Regions from separate parts of the Sus scrofa genome. Here regions 1 and 2 are each linked to region 3. A link is a contact called in public HiChIP or PLAC-seq data. All regions are on one chromosome and are shown on one strand. The core of a region is the stretch at or near the end of the contact, and the rest is flanking DNA. Distances in the headings are between cores, read along the strand shown. Region 1 overlaps TBC1D1 (TBC1 domain family member 1). Region 2 overlaps TBC1D1 (TBC1 domain family member 1). Region 3 has its middle 77 kb from the start of RELL1.

What was found. HiChIP or PLAC-seq counts read pairs in DNA pulled down with a chosen protein or histone mark.
Region 1: a contact with region 3 is called in an H3K27ac HiChIP or PLAC-seq map of alveolar macrophages. The contact joins two enhancer-like sites. A contact is called at or near these places in 11 of 47 Hi-C or Micro-C datasets (embryonic fibroblasts, fetal skeletal muscle, liver and 4 more) and 2 of 2 datasets of contacts at active chromatin or transcription factors (alveolar macrophages and skeletal muscle).
Region 2: an H3K27ac HiChIP or PLAC-seq map of alveolar macrophages shows a contact between it and region 3. The contact joins two enhancer-like sites. A contact is called at or near these places in 1 of 47 Hi-C or Micro-C datasets (embryonic fibroblasts) and 1 of 2 datasets of contacts at active chromatin or transcription factors (alveolar macrophages).

Annotation. Positions count from the first base shown.
Region 1 is chr8:29,485,081-29,489,331 of Sscrofa11.1, reverse strand. It overlaps TBC1D1 (TBC1 domain family member 1), which reads right to left. Exons shown (of 22, transcript XM_021101100.1): 4 at 3,531-3,620; 5 at 1,114-1,218. Among named protein-coding and RNA genes, the nearest start is that of MIR9840, 62 kb to the left of the region's middle. Within about 2 kb of position 1,736, at least 1 of the 83 cell types and tissues checked has an H3K27ac peak or open chromatin away from gene starts, as enhancers often do. A contact at or near this core is called in alveolar macrophages, where this site is marked.
Region 2 is chr8:29,425,394-29,429,144 of Sscrofa11.1, reverse strand. All of the region lies in intron 2 of TBC1D1 (TBC1 domain family member 1), which reads right to left. Among named protein-coding and RNA genes, the nearest start is that of TBC1D1, 57 kb to the right of the region's middle. Within about 2 kb of position 2,319, at least 13 of the 83 cell types and tissues checked have an H3K27ac peak or open chromatin away from gene starts, as enhancers often do. A contact at or near this core is called in alveolar macrophages, where this site is marked.
Region 3 is chr8:29,111,990-29,116,108 of Sscrofa11.1, reverse strand. No RefSeq gene overlaps it. Among named protein-coding and RNA genes, the nearest start is that of RELL1, 77 kb to the left of the region's middle. Within about 2 kb of position 1,553, at least 9 of the 83 cell types and tissues checked have an H3K27ac peak or open chromatin away from gene starts, as enhancers often do. A contact at or near this core is called in alveolar macrophages, where this site is marked.

The DNA of each region.
Region 1 (4,251 bases), core at 487-2,986, 370 kb before region 3:
CTAAGAACCATGAGGTTGCCAGGTTCGATCCCTGGCGTTCCTCAGTGGGTTAGGGATCTGGCATTGCCATGAGCTGTGGTGGAGGTCGCAGATGAGGCTCCAAACCTGTGTGGCTGTGGCTGGTGGCACAGGCCAACAGTCACAGCTCTCATTGGACCCCTAGCCTGGGAACCTCCAAATGCTTCAGATGAGGCCCTAAAAAGCAAAAATAAATAAATAAATAATAAATGAGCTGGGCAGATGGGAGTTCCTGTTGTGGCTCAGCGGGTTAACGAACCCGACTAGGATCCACGAGGGCATGGGTTCAATCCCTGGCCTCACTCAGTGGGTTAAGGATCTGTTGTTGCCATGAGCTGTGGTGTAGACCACAGACACAGCTCGGATCCCAAGTTACCGTGGCTCTGGCACACACCAGCAGTTACAGCTCTGATTGGACCCCAAGCCTGGGAACCCCATATGCCGTGGGTGCAGCCTTAAAAAAAAGAAAAATAATAATTAAAATGAGCTGGGCAGAGATTTCAGGATGCTGTGGAAAGACTCAGTACTTTAAGATTCTTCAGGACTACTAGTCACAGGTAAATGAATAATAACCATAATAACTGCTAAGATTACATACAGTCTGAGAAACACTACAAAAGCTCAAAGCTCTTCAAGGAGATAAAGTAAAAACTAGATGTAAATTAAATACTGAGCGAAAACCAACTCTTCTGATCAAAAGTTCAAAACGACATTTTTATAAAGCCAAAGCAAGAGTTCCCTGGTGGCTCAGCGAGCTGGGGATCTGGCATTATCACTGCGGCAGCATGAGTTTGATCCCTGGCCCAGGAACTTCCACATGCCATAGGAACAGCCCCAAAATAATAAACCAACAAATTAATAAATGAAAACTCTAATGCAGAGGGTGAAAGTGAGCAGGCCTTTAAGAACAATGAAAATTGAAAATGCATATTCAAGCTCAGGTGTATACCAGCTAGTGAGAAAACAGTCATGAATGAATAATTAAAGCCAAATAAGGTCAATGAGGCCGTACAGTTTTGCTTCAGAAAGAAATCAGGGAGGTTGAAATCCCCTGCAAAGGAGACTTCAAGGTAAGAACTGCTCTTTCTCACTCACCAGAGCTTCATTCGTGCACTGAAACACATAGCAGACGAAATGAAAGCCTCCAGCTCCCGAGGACTCTCGGCAGATGAACCCAAAGTGGTCCACGTGTCTAATACCCTGTTGAAGGCAGGGAGGAGAGGAAGGGACAGTGAGTTGTACCCAGAAGAGGCACCACTGCCAGAAATACAACCTAAGGTTTATACTGCACAATTTTAAAAGACACTATAAGAGTATTATTTTCTCAGATATTTTAAATACCTAAAAACGTCTCTCAAATATGAAGTTCTACTAAAATGTTACTCTGATTATCCCCACAATAAGAGAAGTAGGAACTGAAAACTGGAGTTTTCTTTTCTTTTTCTTTGGTCTCTTTAGGGCCGCACCCACAGCACATGGAGGGGCCCAGGCTCGGGATCAAATCAGAGCTACAGCTGCAGGCCTACACTACAGCCACAGCAACACGGGATCCGAGCCACATCTGCAACCTACACCACAGTTCACCGCAATGCTGGATCCTTAACCCACTCACTGATCGAGACCAGGGATCAGACTCGCCATCTTCACAGATACTAGTCAGTTTCATAACATGCTGAACCATAACGGGAACTCCCAAAACTGAAGTTTTTAATGCTCATTTTAGTAATAAAAGGAAGTGGAGAAAAGCTGACACAGAAAAATTACAACTTCTCTTGGGTCTTAAGGAATAAGACAAGAGACTAATGAAGAAACACAACTATACACACACATGAGCACACATGCACAAACACACAAACACATATAGACATAAAAGTTAAAAGTTTTAAGACATCTGTACTCTTAAAATAACAGAAAGATAAATATTGAAGTAAACTAGTGGAAACAATGAGTTAAAAATTCTACACAATAAAGAACAGAGAAGCTTTTAAACATAAGCTATTAAGGCTCAAGCTCTACCATAGTTTCCTAAGAGCTCTTTTTAATAAATGTCAACATGCATACTTGTTTTGAAAGTATCAGCTGAGAGGCACAACAGCAATACAGATATGGCATCACCCATAAATATTAATGTGCAGTGTCTCCTGAAAACACCAGCACACAGAGATATGAGTGCTGAGAGCCTGAAGGTCAGGTGATCAGGTAAAATGCACCCTTTAAAACAATCACATGAAAAAGGAAAAATATTTAATATTAACATTTCAATAGAAATAGCAGCAAATCAAGATAAAAAGCTGTGGAGAAGCTCAGTTTCAGGACAATTATTTCCCAATAAACGGGCAATCCCTGACATATCCCAGCAACTCCGTCAACATTTCCCAAGAGCAAGCTAAGCATATGCTAGAGGATACTCCCCAGGAAAGCAGGATTTGGAAAAAACTTTTCCTTTGTAAATGGTTCCTTATTTGATCTTATTCAGGAACATCATTTTCACCTTTTGGGGAGGAAAATTCCCTGCTGAATCCTTCTGTAGATCATGCTATAATTCAACAAACAATGAGACTTCCATCCTACCTTATTAATGTTGAGAAAATGGAAATGAGGAAACAAGTCAGACTTTTAAAAAGTAATCAAACAATAATTCAGATTTGCTAGGAAGATCCTGAGTGAAATTGGCATAGCTCTTTATAACTGACAGATTCTCCACATTTCTCTATGAAACACACCCAGATGAGCAAGAATGAACTCAAGTAGACACTGTATTCTGAGGAAAACATCCTGAAAGGTAGTCACTATTTATCATGTTTTAAGGAAGAAGAAATAATGATCATTGGTATTTGAAAAATTATGGGAGTTCCCATCGTGGCGCAGTGGTTAACGAATCCGACTAGGAACCATGAGGTTGCGGGTTAGGTCCCTGCCCTCGCTCAGTGGGTTGACGATCCGGCGTTGCCGTGAGCTGTGGTGCAGGTTGCAGACGCGGCTCGGATCCCGCATTGCTGTGGCTCTGGCGTAGGCCGGCGGCTACAGCTCCGATTAGACCCCTAGCCTGGGAATCTCCATATGCCACGGGAGCGGCCCAAGAAATAGCAAAAAGACAAAAAAAAAAAAAGAAAAAAGAAAAATTATGAATTTTTGTAAAGTAGAAACAAGTATCTATTTAAAAATGTACCACTGTGTATATGAATGTACATATAAACATGCACACAGACCCAGACCCACACCCAGACCTCTGGAAAACAGGGCTGCAGAGCATGACCACCAATGAGTGAAACAACGAAAAGGAGCCCTACGTGCCCCAGGAGAGTATGGTTGTTAAAAGCAAAAATCTTAATTTCAAAGTTATATTTCTATTATGCCTTAATATACAAAAGGAAGAAGAAATACAAGATCACAAATCCGGTACTTAGAAAGCACACATCCTGTGACCTTAACCGCTTCTGCTGAATGAGACAGTAGAAGAATTCATTAAAAAAATTCAATGGCCACTGAGCTGATAACACAGCTCCATTTACCTGAGAGCAAAAGGATATCTCCTTAAAATTTTTCTCCAAGGCGATTTTTTTGGTGTCAGGACTGATGAGGTAAACTTCAGACTGACCGATCTGAAAAGACAAAGAAAAAAAGAAACTAGCTTCTCGTGAAGGTTGAATTCAAATTTGCCATACAAACTTTCTCACTTCATGACCCATGAAAATAAGGAAAAAAGGGATCAAGCTCCTACAGAATTCTGACCATCTCATGCAGATCACTTCAAGGTTACAATCTATCCTGCAGATCTCGGGGGGCACAGACAACCATCGGTGCGTTCACCTATAGCAGCGGCAGTCTTGGGGTGAGAGGACCAAATACCCAAAAGTTAGCAACAAAGCCTCAGGCTCCCACAGGCTCCAGTTTGCAAGGAACAGAGGTTCCTACGTTAAGTGAATCTCCTAGGAAACAGGAGCTTCTCATTTAAAATTTCCACAACACTTTCTAATGATTAGAAAGGTCTTCTCAAATTATAATTAAAGCAGCCTATCATTTATTAAGTACATACTATGCGCTAGGTACTCACTGCTGCTTACCTGACTTTCTGAAGCTAGAGCATTAGCATAAATCAGCGCGTCCTTACAGATCTGGGGCAGAAGAGGACCGTGCTGCAGTGACCACATTGTTAGGTCCCAGCATCCCTCCCTCACCTGCTGCCCCCTGAACCCAGGTGGCCTCAACAAAACCTCTGCTCGGTGAAAATCA
Region 2 (3,751 bases), core at 1,070-3,569, 310 kb before region 3:
TAGCATATGTTTTTCAAAGTAAACTTAGTCACCATAAACGTATATGAGAAAAGGGGACATAAAAGCTAGCAGCAAACGCAGCCAATGTGGCCATCTGTTTCCGTGGCTCTGAGTAGAGATCAGCAAAAATAGCATTTAAAAAAAAAAACACCACAGAACTATGGCTGAAATCATATTTTCCAGTGTAGGTTTCCACCAGCGACGACTTATATACTTTTATTTGCCTGGCATTTCCCACAAAAGAAGGCATCTCCAGTACATCATGCAAAGCTATCCTCTGTTGCCTTACAAAGTCAAGGAACAAAAAAGGAAGGGAGGAGGGGAGGAAAATGATCTGGGGCTTGTGAGCAAATGTAAATCAAATGCCAAAGTGACCTTTTCAAAGTAATGACGAAGAAAAAACTATCAAACAATCTGTTCTGAACTTTTCCCAAAAAGGGGTGTAGGGTTTAAAAACAACAACAACAAAAAAACACAGTTCGTGGCGCCTGAAAGGCTATATTGGAATCTCAACTCTCTCCCTTTATTATACATTCTTGTGATGAGAGAAATTTCCTCCTCGAAAATGGTGACGTTATTTATTCCTTCAATGGTTGTGAGGAATAAAAGTGTCACACAGTATCGCGGGTCCTATGTTTTCACCCCTTCCCTTCCTTTGGAAAGGAAGGGATGTGGCTGCTGCATGGTGCTGCTGTGGCTGTGAGTATCACACAGACTCAACAGCTGCTTAAGTTCTCCTAACCCACGAAGGGAGTCTAAATGTCCACCTGGGGAGTTCCCTGGTGGCTCAGCGGGTTAAGTGCCCGGCATCATCACTGCAGTGGCTCAGGTTGCTGCTGTGGTGTGGGTTCAGTCCCTGGTCCCAGAACTTCCGCATGCCAAAGAGTTTTTTTAAAAATGTCCATTTGGGGAGTTCCCATTGTGGCGAAATGGTTAACAAATCTGACTAGGAACCATGAGGTTGCGGATTCAATCCCTGGCCTTGCTCAGTGCGTTAATGATCCGGCGTTGCCGTGATCTGTGGTGTAGATCGCAGACTCGGCTCAGATCCCGCGTTGCTGTGGCTCTGGTGTAGGCCGGTGGCTAGAGCTTCGATTAGACCCCTAAACCTGGGAACCTCCATATGCCACGGGAGCAGTTCAAGAAAAGGCAAAAGACAAAAAAAAAAAAAAAAAAAAAAAATGTCCATTTGGTCAGCTTGTGCCTGCAGGCGAGGGATGGGAGCCAGCAGTACAGATAACCCCAAGGACCAGGTAACAATAACCCTGCATGTGTCACTGTGGCCAGCATTGCATGACCTCTGGGGGAATTCATTACTGTACTCCCCTTTTCTCTAGATTAACATTAAAATTAGTTTACCCCCTGAACACACCATATGAGGCCAAGGGGGAAAGACCCAGAAGGGAGATACAGGGCAAAGACATCTGAAGATTTCAAATGTGTGAAAGTAATGCAAACGAAAACAATCTGCTGAAAATGCCTCCATTTATCACAAATATTTATTGAGCACCTATTTGGACAAAATACTGTATAGGCTGTGAGGACATATCTGTTAACAAAAAAAAATCCCTGCCCTCATAATACTTACACCCCAGTGAAGAGGGACAGACAAGGTGCAAAACAATAAATGCACAGTACATTAGATGCTCGCTGGAAGCAGACTCTAGATTATAACCTACACACATAAACAAAAAAAAGGAAGGAGTAAACTTTGAGGTAGCGCCCTCTTGTGTTAACAGTGGGAATTGTTGAAGCGCAGGCCTCTGGAGACAAAAATCAAGGGCAGGGATTTTTGTGGAAAAGGGTAACAGTGGAAATCACACGATGCAGATTAATATACACACCATGACTATGAGAGAGAGAAAGGAGAGACGTGTGTGCGTGCACTGGAACGTCTTGATATTTTCCTGTATTACCTTAAGGAAAAAATGGGGTCAAGAGGGCAGAGGGATGATGGCACGTCTTCCAGAAGCAAGATAGAAACAGGGGGGTTCCTTTTTTACTTTTTACAATTTTCTCAACTTATCAGACGACAAATGATTTTTTGACTTGCTTGTGCTTTATAAGATTTTTCAAATCAATAAACATTAAAATAGGGGGGAAGGAGACAGTTCTATACCTACTGACACAGAAATCAGTTTGCAATGCAAAAAGTGGAAATTCTAGGTTACAAAGCTCTGTGTCCTGTGATCGCATATGTGTAAAATACAGGGGTTTTTTTGTTTGTTTGTTTTTAATGGCAACTAGTGTTAGACAGCTGAGTGAATTGCCCCATCAAAGTCTCGGTGACTCAGCTCTGAGTCCTCTCCTTCTCACTACCCACAGAGGCATCATAAGTAACAGCTTCTGTCTCAGAGCTGCCTTCCAGAGTATCCCCACTTCCACTCTGCCCAGCACTGTGCTAGGTCGGCCGTGGCCATCTCTCACTTGAATAACGGCATAAACCTCCTTGCTGGTCTCAGTCCATCCTCCACAGGCTAGATTTCCTTTTCAAAACACAGATCTGAGTATGTCCCCACCTTGATTCTCCAGTGACGACTGGACCGAGTGCAGTCTTGGCATGGCTTCCAAGACTCTTTCAAATCTGACCTCTCTAACCAGTGATGGACAATGATTCCTGCCTAATAATGATTTCTCCCTATTCCTCGTTATCAGCAGAACCCTAGTTTTATGCAAGTAATGAACACACTTTTTTTTTTTCCTTTTTTTTTTTTTCCCCAGCTGTATCTGCAGCCTATGGAAGTTCCTGGGCCAGGGATGGAATCTGAGCCACAGCCGAGACCTACACCATAGCTGGGGCAATGCTAGATCCTTAACCTGCTGCACCACAGTGGGAACTCTGAAAAGAGACTCCTCATCTCAAGGTTAGGCCCCAGAGTTCCCATCATGGCTCAGCAGTAATGAAACAGACTAGTGTTCATGAGGACATGGGTTCAATCTCTGAGCCCATTCAGTGGGTTAAGGATCCCATGTTGCTATGAGCTGTGGTGTAGGTTGCAGACGTGGCTCAGATATGGCATTGCTGTGGCTGTGGCAAAGGCCAGCAGCTCCAGCTCAAGTTTGACCCCTTGCCTGGGGAACCTCCATATGCCGTGGGTGTAGCCCTAAAAAACAAAAAACAAACAAACAAAAATCAAGGTTTAGCCCCAGGGAATATGTTATGAGTTGGCACACAGTGGCAACCTATTTTTTTCTTTAAACTAAGTGAATGAATGGTATCAATTAGCCTTGTGTGTACCATTCCTCTTCCCAAATGTGACCCAGTTCTGGCCAAGGAGGTCCTAGAAGAAGTAGGCCCCATCCTTCCTACTTGGAATTCACTTGTGCGAGAAGCTACAACAGCCACCTTGGAACCATGAAGTCACAGAGCAAAAGGCCAAAATTAACATGCTAAGCCTGGCAGAGAGTAATGAGATGAAAGTCTGTGTTATTGATGATACAGACCCAGCCACTCTGAAACTGCTTACCTCTACATCCTGAGATAAAAGCCTGTGTTATGGATGACAGAGGTCCAACCATTCCGAAAACTGCTCACCCCCGAATCCTTATTAAGTGATATAGCAAAATATCTTTATTGCCGAAACTGGATTTTAATGTGCCCATGAATCACTGAGAAATCTCATTAAAACGAAAATTCTGATTCAGTAGATTTGAGGTGGGGCCCAAGAATTAATAACAGACTCCCAGGAGATGCTGCTGACTGAGGATCGCGTTTAGAGCAACGCAGGTGTAAACCACTATGACTTGGACA
Region 3 (4,119 bases), core at 304-2,803:
CCGAGTTACTTTAAGTCAGTGCCTTTGCTCCCACCCCTTCGGCGTGGCTATGTGATTCAGTTTTAACACAGAGTCATTTGTCATCGTCTCCATTCCATCTTTCCTTCATATCCTGGTTAAATTTCTTAAAGTTTATATACAGCAAACTTCACTCTTTGCGGCGCCTCATTGAATTTTGATTTTGAATTTGTGTGTGTGTGTTTTCCTTGAAAACAAGATGATCAATACCATCTTAGGTTAAGGAAGTAGAAAAGCTGATTTTACAATTCTCAACTCATCAGCAACATGGATGAAACTCGAGATGGTCATGCTAAGAGAAGTAAGTCAGAAAGAGAAAGACAAACACCATACGATATCACTTATATGTGGAATCTAAATATAACACAAAAGTTCCTGCAGTGGCACAGTGGGATTGGCAGCATCTTGGGAGCGCTGGGACACTGGTTCCATTCCCAGCCTGGCACAGTGGGTTAAGGATCCGGTGTTGCTTAAGTCGAAACTGCACCTTGGATCTGGTCCCTGGCCCAAGAACTCCATGTGCCTTGGGGTGGCCAAAAAAAGGGGGGAAAAATAACACAAATTTATCTACAAAACAGAAACAGATGCACGGACATAGGGAACAGACTTGTGGTTGCCAAGGGGGAGGGGGATGAATGGATTGGGAATTTGAAATTAGCAGAGGCAAACTATGACTTATTGACTGGGTAAACAACAACGTCCTGTATCACACAGGGAGCTATATTCAATATCCTGTGATGATATAGTGGAAAAGAATATGAAAAAGAATGGATATATGCATATAAATCACTTTGCTGTACAGCAGACATTAACACAACCTTGTGAATCAGCCAAACATCATTAAAATAAAATTTAAAAGAAAAAGAAAAAAAGCAATGTTCAGTTCATGAAAGCCAGGAAACCCAGAATATAGGCACTGGCGATGATGTTAAGAATTCCCCCAAATCTCATTTTATAGTAGGAAGGAGTCATTTGGGGTTACAGGTTTTATTCTTAATTAGCCTTTTGATATCCTACCTAGGATGCTCCCCAGGATTCAGCTCTCTCCTGGCACCAGCAGGTCCAGGATTTGTCAGGGGGACTGTCCACCACTTGCAGCTCCTGCACTTCCTTCCCAAAGCCAGAGAGCGAGGCTTCCTCCACCCTAATCTAACACGCTGGAAAGCGGAGGAATACTCCTTTGCCTCCCACTGAAGACAGCAGGATGTTGGGGCGTTGGAAGTGTGATCCTGCGATTCAGGGCGTGGCTGTGGTCAAAGAAGACTCCGTTTTGCCAGGAGACCCAAGATCCTTGCCAGTTCTTATATACTCTGACCTTTGGTCAGGGGGCAGGTCCGACCCAGGGCTTCCTTTGCTCCTCATCTTCCAGGGACCTTTCTTCAGGACGGTTCTCAGCTCTCCCTGGAGGCTCGTCATGGTAGCTCCAAACGCCTGAAGGGACACCTGGGACTTTGTCCCTGGCCTTGTGTGACCGCCCAGCCAGTGTCTCTGCCCACCTGTCTCAGCTGCCGTCGGCCTCTCAGAGAGCTGGCACTGGCTCCCTCTGCCGGCCGAATGGGAAAACTGCAGGCAGTATAGCTTGGCCATCTGTTGCTGGCGGGGTCTGTTCTGTCAGGGCCTGGTGCGCAGAAAGTACTGAGCGTGATTTCATGATTTTTGCTGAATAAATGAAAATAGACAAAAGTTTACCTTTGCAAATGAAAGAAGAAGTTCCCGTTGTGGCTCAGCGGGTCAAGGACCTGACATATTATCCAAGAGGATGCAGTTTGATCCCTGGCCTTGCTCAGTGGGTTAAGAATCTGGCATTGCCATCAGCTGTGGTGTAGGTCACAGATGCGGCTCAGATCCCGTGTTGCTGTGGAGTAGAGTCCAGTGTGAGGAGACACAAGCACAGGGTATTAAACAGAGCTGAGGGTGAAGCGTAGGGTGTGCAGGGGCAGCCCAGCGCCTCTCCCTTCTGGGAATGACGCCCCCTCCTCTGAAGAACCTTCTCTTCCCTCTTAGAACCCAAGCAGGTGCCCACTGCCCTGGCCACAGCTGGATGTAACAAAGTGGACAAGTGACCGACTGTGACCTGGCCTGGTGGTGCTCCTCCCTGGGACGTTTGACAGCCGGAGCTGGAGAAAGGGGTTTCTTTCTCTGGTGGCTGAAGCGAGGGGCAGCCATGCTTCCTGCCAAGCAGAGGGAGCCGGTCTGAAGAAAGGAAGGAACGAGCAGAGGGGAGAGAGGCAGTCCTGGTTGCTGTCAAGGCCCAGACTCAGGTGGCCCCGAGGCCCAGCTGTCCTTCTGAGTTTTATGAACATTCCAAGAACATTTCATTTTCGTCTTACCTCGTTTAGGTTGAGGTTCTATCACATGCAACAATGACAGCAAAACCCCATGGCCAGTGCAGTTATTCTCCATGAAGTAGATACCAGATACTTGAGGAGTGACAGGGCCACGTGGGTCTTGGAGCCCAGGCATCCAGCCCTAAGGCGAAGATTGTCCAGCACTGCCTGGGAACCACAGCCGGGGGCCCTGGCTCTGGTGTGGCTTCTGCTCTGAAGTGCCCTTGCAAACCCTGTGCCCATCGGCGCCTTAGGATAACCTCCCTCCATCTCGCCTTGTTGGGCCAGAGGGCTCTGAATTGCGGCGCCCATCAAGGCACAACTTTGACATTCAGATGACTTTGGCCAGCCTTGACCTTAAGTTTTTCAGTTCTCAATCTTCTAACTGTAGAGTGAAGATAATACGTGCCTTTTAGGGTGGCTGTGAGGATGACACGAGCTTAGGCATGAAGTGTACTGAACAGGGGGCTGGGTGTAGCCAGCATCTTGGAGTTGGCAAAGTCAGTCCCTGTTCAGTGAAATAAATAATACAGTGATGAGAGTTTGGCCATTTACTTGAGAGTTGGTTCTTTTTTTTCTTTTTTTTAGGCCACATCCGCTGCATGCAGAAGATCCCCAGGCCAGGGATCGAACTTGCACCACAGCTAGACGCCAGATCCTTAAGTTGTTGAGCCACCAGGGAACTCTGCAAGTTGATTCTTTTTTTTTTTTTTTTTTTTTTTTTTTGTCTTTTGTCTTTTTTGTTGTTGTTGCTATTTCTTTGTCTTTTGTCTTTTTTGTTGTTGTTGCTATTTCTCCTGCGGCATATGGAGGTTCCCAGGCTAGGGGTCTAATCAGAGCTGTAGCCACCGGCCTACGCCAGAGCCACAGCAACGCGGGATCCGAGCCGCGTCTGCAACCTACACCACAGCTCACAGCAACGCCGGATCATTAACCCACTGAGCAAGGGCAGGGACCGAACCCGCAACCTCATGGTCCCTAGTCGGATTCGTTAACCACTGCGCTACCACGGGAACTCCTGCAAGTTGATTCTTTATGTTTCTACCACAATCACATTTCTTAACATTTGAGGAGGGATCTGAGGTGGTGGTGGGAGGAAATTGAAGAGTCGGAGGAACCAGATAGAAGAGGGAACTTCCGAGATTCTTTCTGGGCCAGAGACTTTTCTGGAACCAGGTCAAATGCCTTAAGTAAGTGATCTCATGGCCCTGATGTTAAATGGACCCAGATCTACAAAATAAGGGTGTGTCTTTCTATTTGTTCAGGCTGTCGTTTTATCTTACTCTCAGGATAAGACATGAATGTGGTATAGTCTTAAAAAGAACATGTTTTTTTTTTTTTTTTTTTTTTTGAGGGGGCTACACCTGCAGCATATGGAAGTTCCCAGGCCAGGGATCAAACTTTTGCCTTAGTAATGACCTGAGCTGCTGCAGAGACAATGCTGGGTTCTTAACCCACTGCACCAAAGTGGGAACTCCTTGATTTCTTTTTTATTTGCCAGTTGATCTAGCTGAGAAAATACAGAGAAAATGCTCTTAGAATTATAACATTACACCCAAATTGCAGACTTTATGGGTTGTTATTATGGATGAATATCTTTATGTTGACCAAATGTAGAAGACAACAAAACAATCCCTTTGAAATAACTAACCAACCCTACCAAATACAAAATTTCTATCTCGCATTAAAAATGCATTTTCTTTTATAAAAACAAATTTTGGCAAGGGAGGAGAAAGGAAATAAGTTGGTCTTAATGCTGTAAATATTTATTTTT